Linked DNA regions of Rattus norvegicus: region 2 is linked to region 1. Evidence: chromatin contacts called from public Hi-C data. All regions are on one chromosome and are shown on one strand. Each heading gives the region's core, a stretch centred on a gene start, on an enhancer-like site or on the middle of the called end of the contact. The rest is flanking DNA. Distances are from core to core; before and after follow the strand shown. Region 1 holds the start of Cryzl1 (crystallin zeta like 1). Region 2 holds the start of Atp5po (ATP synthase peripheral stalk subunit OSCP).

What was found. Hi-C and Micro-C count contacts between places; a contact is called where the count stands out from the background.
Region 2: a Hi-C map of mammary epithelial cells shows a contact between it and region 1, with 3 times the contacts expected there. The contact joins the promoter of Atp5po here to the promoter of Cryzl1 in region 1. A contact is called at or near these places in 9 of 12 Hi-C or Micro-C datasets (the A7r5 cell line, the Rat2 cell line, Schwann cells and 5 more) and 1 of 1 datasets of contacts at active chromatin or transcription factors (oligodendrocytes).

Annotation. Positions count from the first base shown.
Region 1 is chr11:44,462,376-44,466,615 of GRCr8, forward strand. It overlaps Cryzl1 (crystallin zeta like 1), which reads right to left and starts at 1,418. Exons shown (of 13, transcript NM_001013044.1): 1 at 1,388-1,418. Itsn1 (intersectin 1) reads left to right here and starts at 2,172. Exons shown (of 39, transcript NM_001136096.3): 1 at 2,172-2,404.
Region 2 is chr11:44,655,313-44,659,548 of GRCr8, forward strand. It overlaps Atp5po (ATP synthase peripheral stalk subunit OSCP), which reads right to left and starts at 2,171. Exons shown (of 7, transcript NM_138883.1): 1 at 2,132-2,171; 2 at 1,005-1,055. The coding sequence starts at 2,167.

The DNA.
Region 1 (4,240 bases), core at 168-2,667:
CTCTGGGAGAGAAACAAGTACTCCTATCCTGAGCTAGCTCTCCAGGCTTGGGCAGCTTGATTTTACATGGGGAATAATGTTTCAAATATGAGTGTCTCATCTCCTTCTACATGCTGACACAGAAGAAGGGATGCAATTAGTTAGAAAAAGTCAGTAATCATTACACACTGCAGTGGCTGATGTCTAAGATGTAGAACTCCCAAGACACAGGATCCCGCAATAGGATGCCGGGTGCTACAAGGACTGAGTATGCATTATGAAAGCTGGCTTCTAATAAATGTTACTCTTTCCTAGTATTTTTGTAAGCTCAGTCTTGTATCTTGAAAGTAGTTCCGAGCCCATGTAACAGAGTGGCAAGGGGATGGTCACTGGCAGTCACCTGAATAACATTGCTGAGTTTCTGCAATGGTCCCTTGTATCATCTGGATTTGTACGGCGGCTAATAGCCACAGGTGGCTACTAAGCGCTTGAGTGGTATGCAGTTAGGATGAAGGTATGCTGTGAGGGTAAAATGCACAACAGATCTGCAAGGCTTAGTATTTAAAGAACACACGGTCTCATTTAAATATCTGATTCTTTTAAAGGTTGAAATAATATGTGGAGAAACTGGTTTAAAAGGAACATAAAAATTAATTTCATGTGGTCTCTTTACACTGTCCAAATGTGGCTCCCAGGAAATCTAAAAGCACCTAGGTGCCTAGAACATTTTTCCTGGATTGGCAATGCAAAACTCAGCATCTACTGTGGACTGCCTATACTTGGGAGCTTGTTTAAGATGCCCATACTCAAAATATTCTTAAAAAAAAAAAAAACAACCCAAAAAACAAAAAACAAATGCAGACCATCAGGCCCAAATCCAGAATCAGTATCTGAGCCTCCTCATGACCCTGGGATAATTCTTTAGTATGGCTCAAGTATGGACTACTGGATGAAGCAGGCAATTCCTGACCCAAGGCCCCATTACTGTGAACACCCGTCCTTGCTTGCTTTAGGAAACCGCTTATTGGAAATGCCAAGAAAAGGGTAAGAAGGGTGACAAGGGAAGTAGTAACGGAGACAGCATCAGAAACAGTGGTAGGGAGAAGCTGGGGTGGGGAGGACTCAACTGAGAGAAAGGCAATTCTAGACCTTTGTCTACATAAACGCGGAGGATGAAGCAAAGACCCACAATCCAAACCTAGCCAGTGTCAGGAACTGTCCGTCAAATCTAGTATTACCCGCCCCTCAGCGGCCTCAGCCAAGCTAGGCCAGAGCAGGAGCAGCTCTGAGGTCGGCGTGTGATGCGAAGCACCAATCTCCCCAAGGTTAGACAACTCCTTCAGACGTTTCTCCATCTTTTGCCCAAAGTCCCATTTCACGAGACACATATCGTTCTTCCCTGGCTCACCTGGCTTGGAGCAACCTCAACCGCCAGCGCCTTCGCCGCCGCCACCTTCCCAGTCCTTCTGCAGAGAGCCCGCCTTCGTAGGTCCAAACAGTACTGCCATTGGTCGGACTGCCCGTCACTACCGCAGGATGACCGATCTGGGGGAGGCTGTGACGAGCGCCATAGCAACCGAACCCGGAACTACAATTCCCAGCATGCTCCTCCCTGTAGAGAGGCGAGTCATCCCAGGGACCACCAATACTTGGGAGAAGTTGGGCGTTGCCGAGATGGGTTCCGTTTTATGCAAATTAGAGTAAAAGGCCACACCCTTCCTCATTCCAACCGTACTCCCTACCATCTTTCTTCAGTCTTTGTCTCTGTCGCCTCTCGTTCCCACGTTCTTTCTGCAAAACCTTCAATTTAGTTAAATGTATGCTAGCTACTGTCGCGCATAGAAAAGAGCAAAGCGCCAAATCATGAAACAAAAATCTCCGTACGCATAGACCAGAAACCTCTAGTTATGCCTTCATGGGACGAGACAAGGACTGGGAGGAAAAAGGGTGCTTCCCGAACCACTTAATTGGTTTATCTCGCTGCCACTCTGTACACCTCCAATTCCTGTGGCTAGTCCTTTTTTCCCCAGTGGGCGGAGTCATGCGAACGAATGAGAAGGCGTGGTCTCGGCCGTCCGATTGGCAGGCGGTTATTCCCGCCCATCTATGGGTGGAGCGGAGGGCTGGCTGTGGGCGGAGGGGCGGCGGCGGAGGGAGATGAGGAGATAGGCGGGAGCGAGGGAGCGAAGGAGCGGAGGGCGAGAGGAGTGGAGCGGCACAGGGAGGGCGCGCAGCTTGGTTGCTCCGTAGTACGGAGGCTCGCGAGGGAGCATCCCGAGCGGGCTCCGGGACGGCCGAGAGGCAGGCGGGCGAGCGGGCGGGCGGGGATGGTGTGCGCGGCTGCGGACCCTGCGTTCCTCCGCGCGGCGTGCGGGCTGCACTGATTTGTGTGAGGGGCGGCCGCGCGCACCCGCCCGGAGATGAGGTGAGGAGCTGACGCGGGCGGCCTGGCGCGCGGGCGGGGGTCGGCGATGGCCGCCCGGGGTCGGGTCCAGCGGCCGGGCGCGCGTCCCCGCGGCCGCCGTCGCCGCTCTGCCTGGTCTTTCTCATCCTCCCGGGGGCGGCGGGGCGGGCGGGCCGCGGCGGTGGCGGCCGCGGGACGGGCTCCGGTGAATGGGCGTCCGCAGCCACTGCCGGCGCTCCCGAGGGGGCATCGCGGCGGGCGGTCCCTTCCACCGCTGACCCCTCTGCCCTCGGCCGCCGGAGGGTGGGGGGCCGGCCCGGCCTCCCGGGGATCCCGAGCTCGCGGGAGACGCATCGCGCCGCCCGCGGGTGCCCCCGGCCTCGAGTCCCCGGCTCATCCTTTTTCTCCGGCGCCTCCTTGGAATACCCTGTCAAGTGAAGGGCGGTCAATGCCGTTCGGGCCGAAGTGGTGCGGCCGGGGCTGGCTCTGATGGCATTTAACAGAAAGCGGCTCCCCTTGCAGCGGGCGCGCGTCCCCTGGTCGGCCGCTTCGCCCTCCGTGCGCACGCACTGACTTGGGTGTCTGCTATGGACCCAGGGCACAGTTGCGGTCCCTCTTGGGGGCGGGGGCGGGGGGGGGGGACCAGGAAATGCAATCCGGATTCCCAGAAAAAAGAAAAGAAAAGCAAGGATGAGCTGGCTGGACCTCCCTTCACTTCTGTTTCCCTTTGGTTTGGAGGACAACTTCGCTGATCCTCTTGCCTATGAGCAATCTATTGTTGTGAATCAGACTACAGACATTGCTTTTGAAGGAATAGATTAGTGGCTTCTTGCTGCAGTTTGAGGGTGTAGAGGTATTCGGTAGCATCTTGAATGTGAAAGTTTGCGGCTTTGCCCTCACCGCTGCTATTCGGAAAACAACCAACCTGGAAATGTAAGTGCATGCAGACTCTGGCCAGATACGGTTCTTTTGTGCTTATCTGTTGGTATATTTCATTTGGTACTTCGTGGTCAGAAACATAGAGCATAAAGAAAGAGTCTGATAGCATAGATAGTGAAAGCATAGGAATACATGCCTGTGGAAAATATCAGTTCTATTTTCAGGGAGGCCGGTTTACTAATCCCGATGAATTGATGAAGAGAAAGGCTTGCTCATGGATTATGTGGTGGACAGGATGTGAGGGCAGGAGCTAGGGCCAGGAGCCCACAGGCCAGCTGCTTGGCAGGGCATTTCTTTAAATGCTCTTAACTGGAGGGATGTATCTGTTTGTTGGGATAAAACTTTTATTTTTAGAAGACGTTTACAGTGAAAAGTGCAGACAGTTCAACAACCATTATGGTTACCATTTTTGCTACTTAACTTTTTTTTAAAACTAGTTTGATTGAAATGTTTTGTATGTGTGTGTGAGTTTCCTTATGACCTAAGAACTTATAAGAAAGCAGCATCTCTCTGTAGGAGACATGTAAAGAAGTCAGGAAACTATAAAGGATTTAAATGAAGAAGTGAAGGACACTGATTTGGTGACAGGGCATAGATACTCCATACACTTCTATGTGTAAGGAGCCACAGTAAGGAGCCTTTTTGAGAGTACATGTTTAAAAAAGTGGTATTTATTTTTTAAAAAAGTGTCTGTTATTGAAATTGCTGAGGATCGCGGTACTGCCACAAAACTATTATTATTCTGCCTGAGTAAGAGAGGAACTGAGCACATTTCTAATGTACTTTGGAACCCTGTGAATTGTTCAGATGCTGAGCATTGTGAAATAGGGCATGAAATGAGTGGTGGCAAGTTAGTTCCCTGAAATGTTTGTCCCTCAGCATTTTCTGTCTTTCTTTTGCTGGTGACTAGCTGTTTCC
Region 2 (4,236 bases), core at 921-3,420, 190 kb after region 1:
TGGTAATGGTGTTTTATGAAGTTCTCGGGAGGGATAAAATGGCTCCACCCACAGAGGATGAAGGGATTTGGTGGTGTTAGGAAGTGTAGTGTGTACTGCTGTTAGTCCCATCTCACGTGCCCCAGAGCATTCTGCCTTGCTAGTCCTGAGGAGAGTGTGAGTGCAGTGACTGACCCAGGTGTCAGAGAGCACACGGCAGCCCAGAGTATCCTTACATTCTGCCATGCATGAACGAGTAATAAAGGATTACAAAACAAATGCACACACAGCCACACTCCAATCCGAATTCCGTAAGAGGGTGGAGCTGCCTGCATGGGGGTCAGTCAGACTCCTGGTTTAAAAAGAAAAGGGGTGTTGGGGATTTAGCTCAGTGGTAGAGCGCTTGGCCCTGGGTTCGGTCCCCAGCTCCGAAAAAAAAAAAGAAAAAAAAAAAAAAAAAGAAAAAAAAGAAAGAGGCCAGCAGACCTCTGCAATGCTCAGTCAGACTGTTGTTGGTGCCTGGAACAGTACCTGTCAGTGTTGACTCTACTTGAGGGAAAAAAGGTGCAGACTGCAGGCATACCTCACTGCTGCCAGAGTCAAGAGGCAACACAGAGTATCGACTATGTTAGAATCTGGGTACTTTACTTTCTTTTGTTACAAATAGCTCCTTCATAAAAAGAGAAGGAAAGGCTAGCTTGTCTATGGAGGAATACTAGAAAAAACAATTTAAGATTCTTTTATACATACCCTGTGTGTGTGTTGTCATCACCAGCCTTTACCGACTGAGCCCTCTTGCTGGCCCAAACAAGTACATTTTAGAACATTAAAGACTAGGGTTGAGCCCACCCTATGTGACAGGCACCTGACAGCATCCCCTGCATCCCAGGCAGTCGTTTGAGAACTGCTATCCTTGCAGACCAAGTTTAGTAATCGCACACACACTTCACGGTGTTTCTGTTCAACTCACTCCCTCACTGCTTTCCAACCACCCCCCCCCCACAGACAAATGCAAGCTGACATACCCTTACAAGCTTCGAAAAGGGCCTGACCACAGATGTGCTGAAACTCCGCACCTTTAGAACAGAAGAAAATAGATGAGACAGGGTTTCTGCATTAGCTTAGCAATAGGTTAAAATATTCCAATCAAAGAGCTGCATAATTCTTTTACATTATCGTCACAAAGCTTACATGACTGGGAACTGCTCCTTATTACCTATACATTCCCTATTGAGAGTCACCCCAAACTGCTTCAGAAACTGTCTTTCAACTGCCTTCCTCCCTGGGTAGTTGAGAAAGAAAATGCTAGCTTCTCAAAATTGAATTTAAAAAAAAAAAAAAAAAAGTCAAGAGCTTTATCACATTTGAGGAAAATGCTTTAGCAAAGTGGAGGATTTATATTTCTATCACCTTTGGGAAAAACTTTAATGAACATAAGAGGAGGCCAGCCTTGATTCGAGTAAACCTATGTGCTAAGGAATTGAAGTGATATCAAACACCAAAGATCTTTTCATATAGCACCAGGCACTGAGTCTGTCACTGGAGAAGCCTGGAATGCCATTTAAAAAGCACCTCTCAAGGGCACAGGTCACTGTCTATACTCCCATCTCTAGGGTGTACTCGACTAGAACTGGCTATGAGGGTTAAAAAGCTTTCTCAGGCCTTGATAAAAATTATGAATTAAGTACAAATTAAAATCATCAGGGCAGATGATCCACCCAATTCCAGTTTCTGCTGGACTTGGCCCGTTGCAATCTCACCACTTACTGGCTGCCAGCCAAAGAAGAGGTTTAACCCTTTCTTCCTTCTTTATAAACACATGGAATGCGCTTTACGAACACTCAATACTGCCAAGCAGCAGCTAGCCCTGGCAGGTTTACGAACAAGGCTAGACGTGTGCTTTCCCCAATTCTCTCTCCCATGCTTTTGCCAGCTGCTCAGCTATGCATCGACTCTTGGATGTCAAGGTCAAGATAGCGCAATTCGTGCCCACTCCCCACGGGGGAAAAAACGCGAATCAGCCCCACGCTTCCTGAAATGGCCGGGCCCCACGACCCTGGTGGGCGGCTTGACCCCTCAGCCACAGCCTCACACGCAGCGCTGGGAGTCGGGGACCGGGAACCCCAGGAGGGACCCTCCCGTCAGCTTCTACCTGTCGGGACAGCACGGATGTTGCTGGTGCGGCCATCTTTTCCCGGGCAGCTGTAGGTCAAACCCAAGTAAGAGACTAGTGATGCCAGAGCGCATGCGCGCGTCGGCGTGATCGCTCGGTTTTCTGGGAAATGAACGCACCAGGAGCCGGGGCGTGTGGGTAAGAACCTCTTGCACGCTGGGAGTTGTAGTCCATAGGTGCCGTGGTCCCGCTAGACTCTTGAACCCGAACAAGATCGGAAAATTAAATCTGAAACTAGGTTTACATTTAGATTCTTTGCATATGCATCGTCAACATCTCTGCCATGTCTAGAACCTGTCAAAGTGTGGTTCTGTGACAATGCTTCAGGCTTTACTTAAAACAAAAAAACCACAAGCGAATCTCCCAGGGGATAACGTCTTGCTTGGCTCTTCTGGCCTGATAGTTTTCCCTTTCCTTCTCAGTCTTATCATAGCCCTGACTTGTTAGATTTTGACTCTGTGTGCATTTCAGGACAGAGTTAATCCAGAACTAGAATCAGGGTTTAATCAAAGATGATGTAGAAAGTTAAAAACCCAGCACACCTTGGCCGGTTTTTCTATATTCATTTTCAACACACACACTCTTTTCCGCAATTAAAAAAAAAAGGTCAACATCCGACGACAAGGTTCCCGGTTGTAACGCGGTGTTCTGTGCTAAATTTAAAAGAAAAAAACAAAACAAAACAAAAACCCCCCTCTGCTTAGATGTAGTATAGGAATACATTTTAGTTGATTGGTCATTTTTAATATATATGTATGTATGCCTATGTATAATCATCATCATCATCACCATCACTGTCATCAGGAGAAAAGTAGGAGAATACACCCCCTTCTTTTCAACCACCCTGAGTCTTGTGCTGTTAACACAGTTGGGAATTGTTTACCCAAATATTTTTAGTCGGCAGACTGCCCAGGCTTGAATCTTTAGAGTTTTGTGACCTCGGCCTCTAAGCACACAATTTCCCTGTGCCTCAGTTTTCTGAGCTATAAAATCGTTATTCATAGTATTGTAGACCATTGCCTTACACTGTGTTGGGAAAATTAACATATTTTGGGTGCATAGAGCAGTTGACAGTTCTTTATTTTGTGTTTGTGCTTTTTATACATGCAGATATATATAATTTAGCAAAATATATAATTTTGCTTTTTACCTTAATATGAGGGAAGATGGATAGAAAATTATATGGGTTGCAAATACATTCCTTTAAAAATGGTTTTATGTGTATGCGTGTTTTCCTTCATGTATTTATGTGCACCATGTGTGCCTGTTGCTTGAGAGTCCAGAAAAGGACTTTGTGTCCCTTGGAGCTGCAGTTAGAGATGGTTGTGAGGTGCCAGGGGACGTTTTTGGAACTGAGCACAGGTCCTTCACAGGAGCAGCCAGTGTCCTTAACTGCTGAGCTGTCTCTCCAACCTCAGGAATACATTTTGTATGAGCAAATGTCTAAGTTATGGCATTTTTATAAACGTGCACAGCTGCAGAGTAACATCCATGTTGATTCTATGACTTAACCATTCTACGACTTTTCAACAGAATTTGCGTGGTTTATATTATTTTGTTCATTTAAAAAATCCTACATATCTGGGTATCTTTAGATATACTTTAAAAAATATTTTGGATTATTTAAAAAGTAGAATTTAAAAGTTGAACAGATTGGCACATGAGCAGGAGCACATGGGCACAGGAAGTGAAGTTACTTCTCTCCAGCTTACACTCTGGCTAGTTGAGTGTGGATACTTCTGATTTGCTTGATTGCTGCAAAATACTTTAAATAAGCCTAAGGAAAAGTGTATTCAGCACTGAGCACATCTGATTGAACTACTCGAGTGTAGACAGATGTTTTATATCCCAAGATTCAATAAGGTATCAAAACAGAATCAACCTGTTTGCCTTCACAGGCTGTACTGGTTAGTTTGTGTCAACTTGACACAAAGTAGAGATGCGCCTGTCAATTAGACACAGACTTCAATCGAGACACTGCTTCTCCCAGATTGGCTTGTAGGCAAGTCTGCGGACTACTTTCTTGATTAATGATTGATGTGGGAGGGCCCAGCCTACTGGTGGCAGTATACCAATGGCAGGTG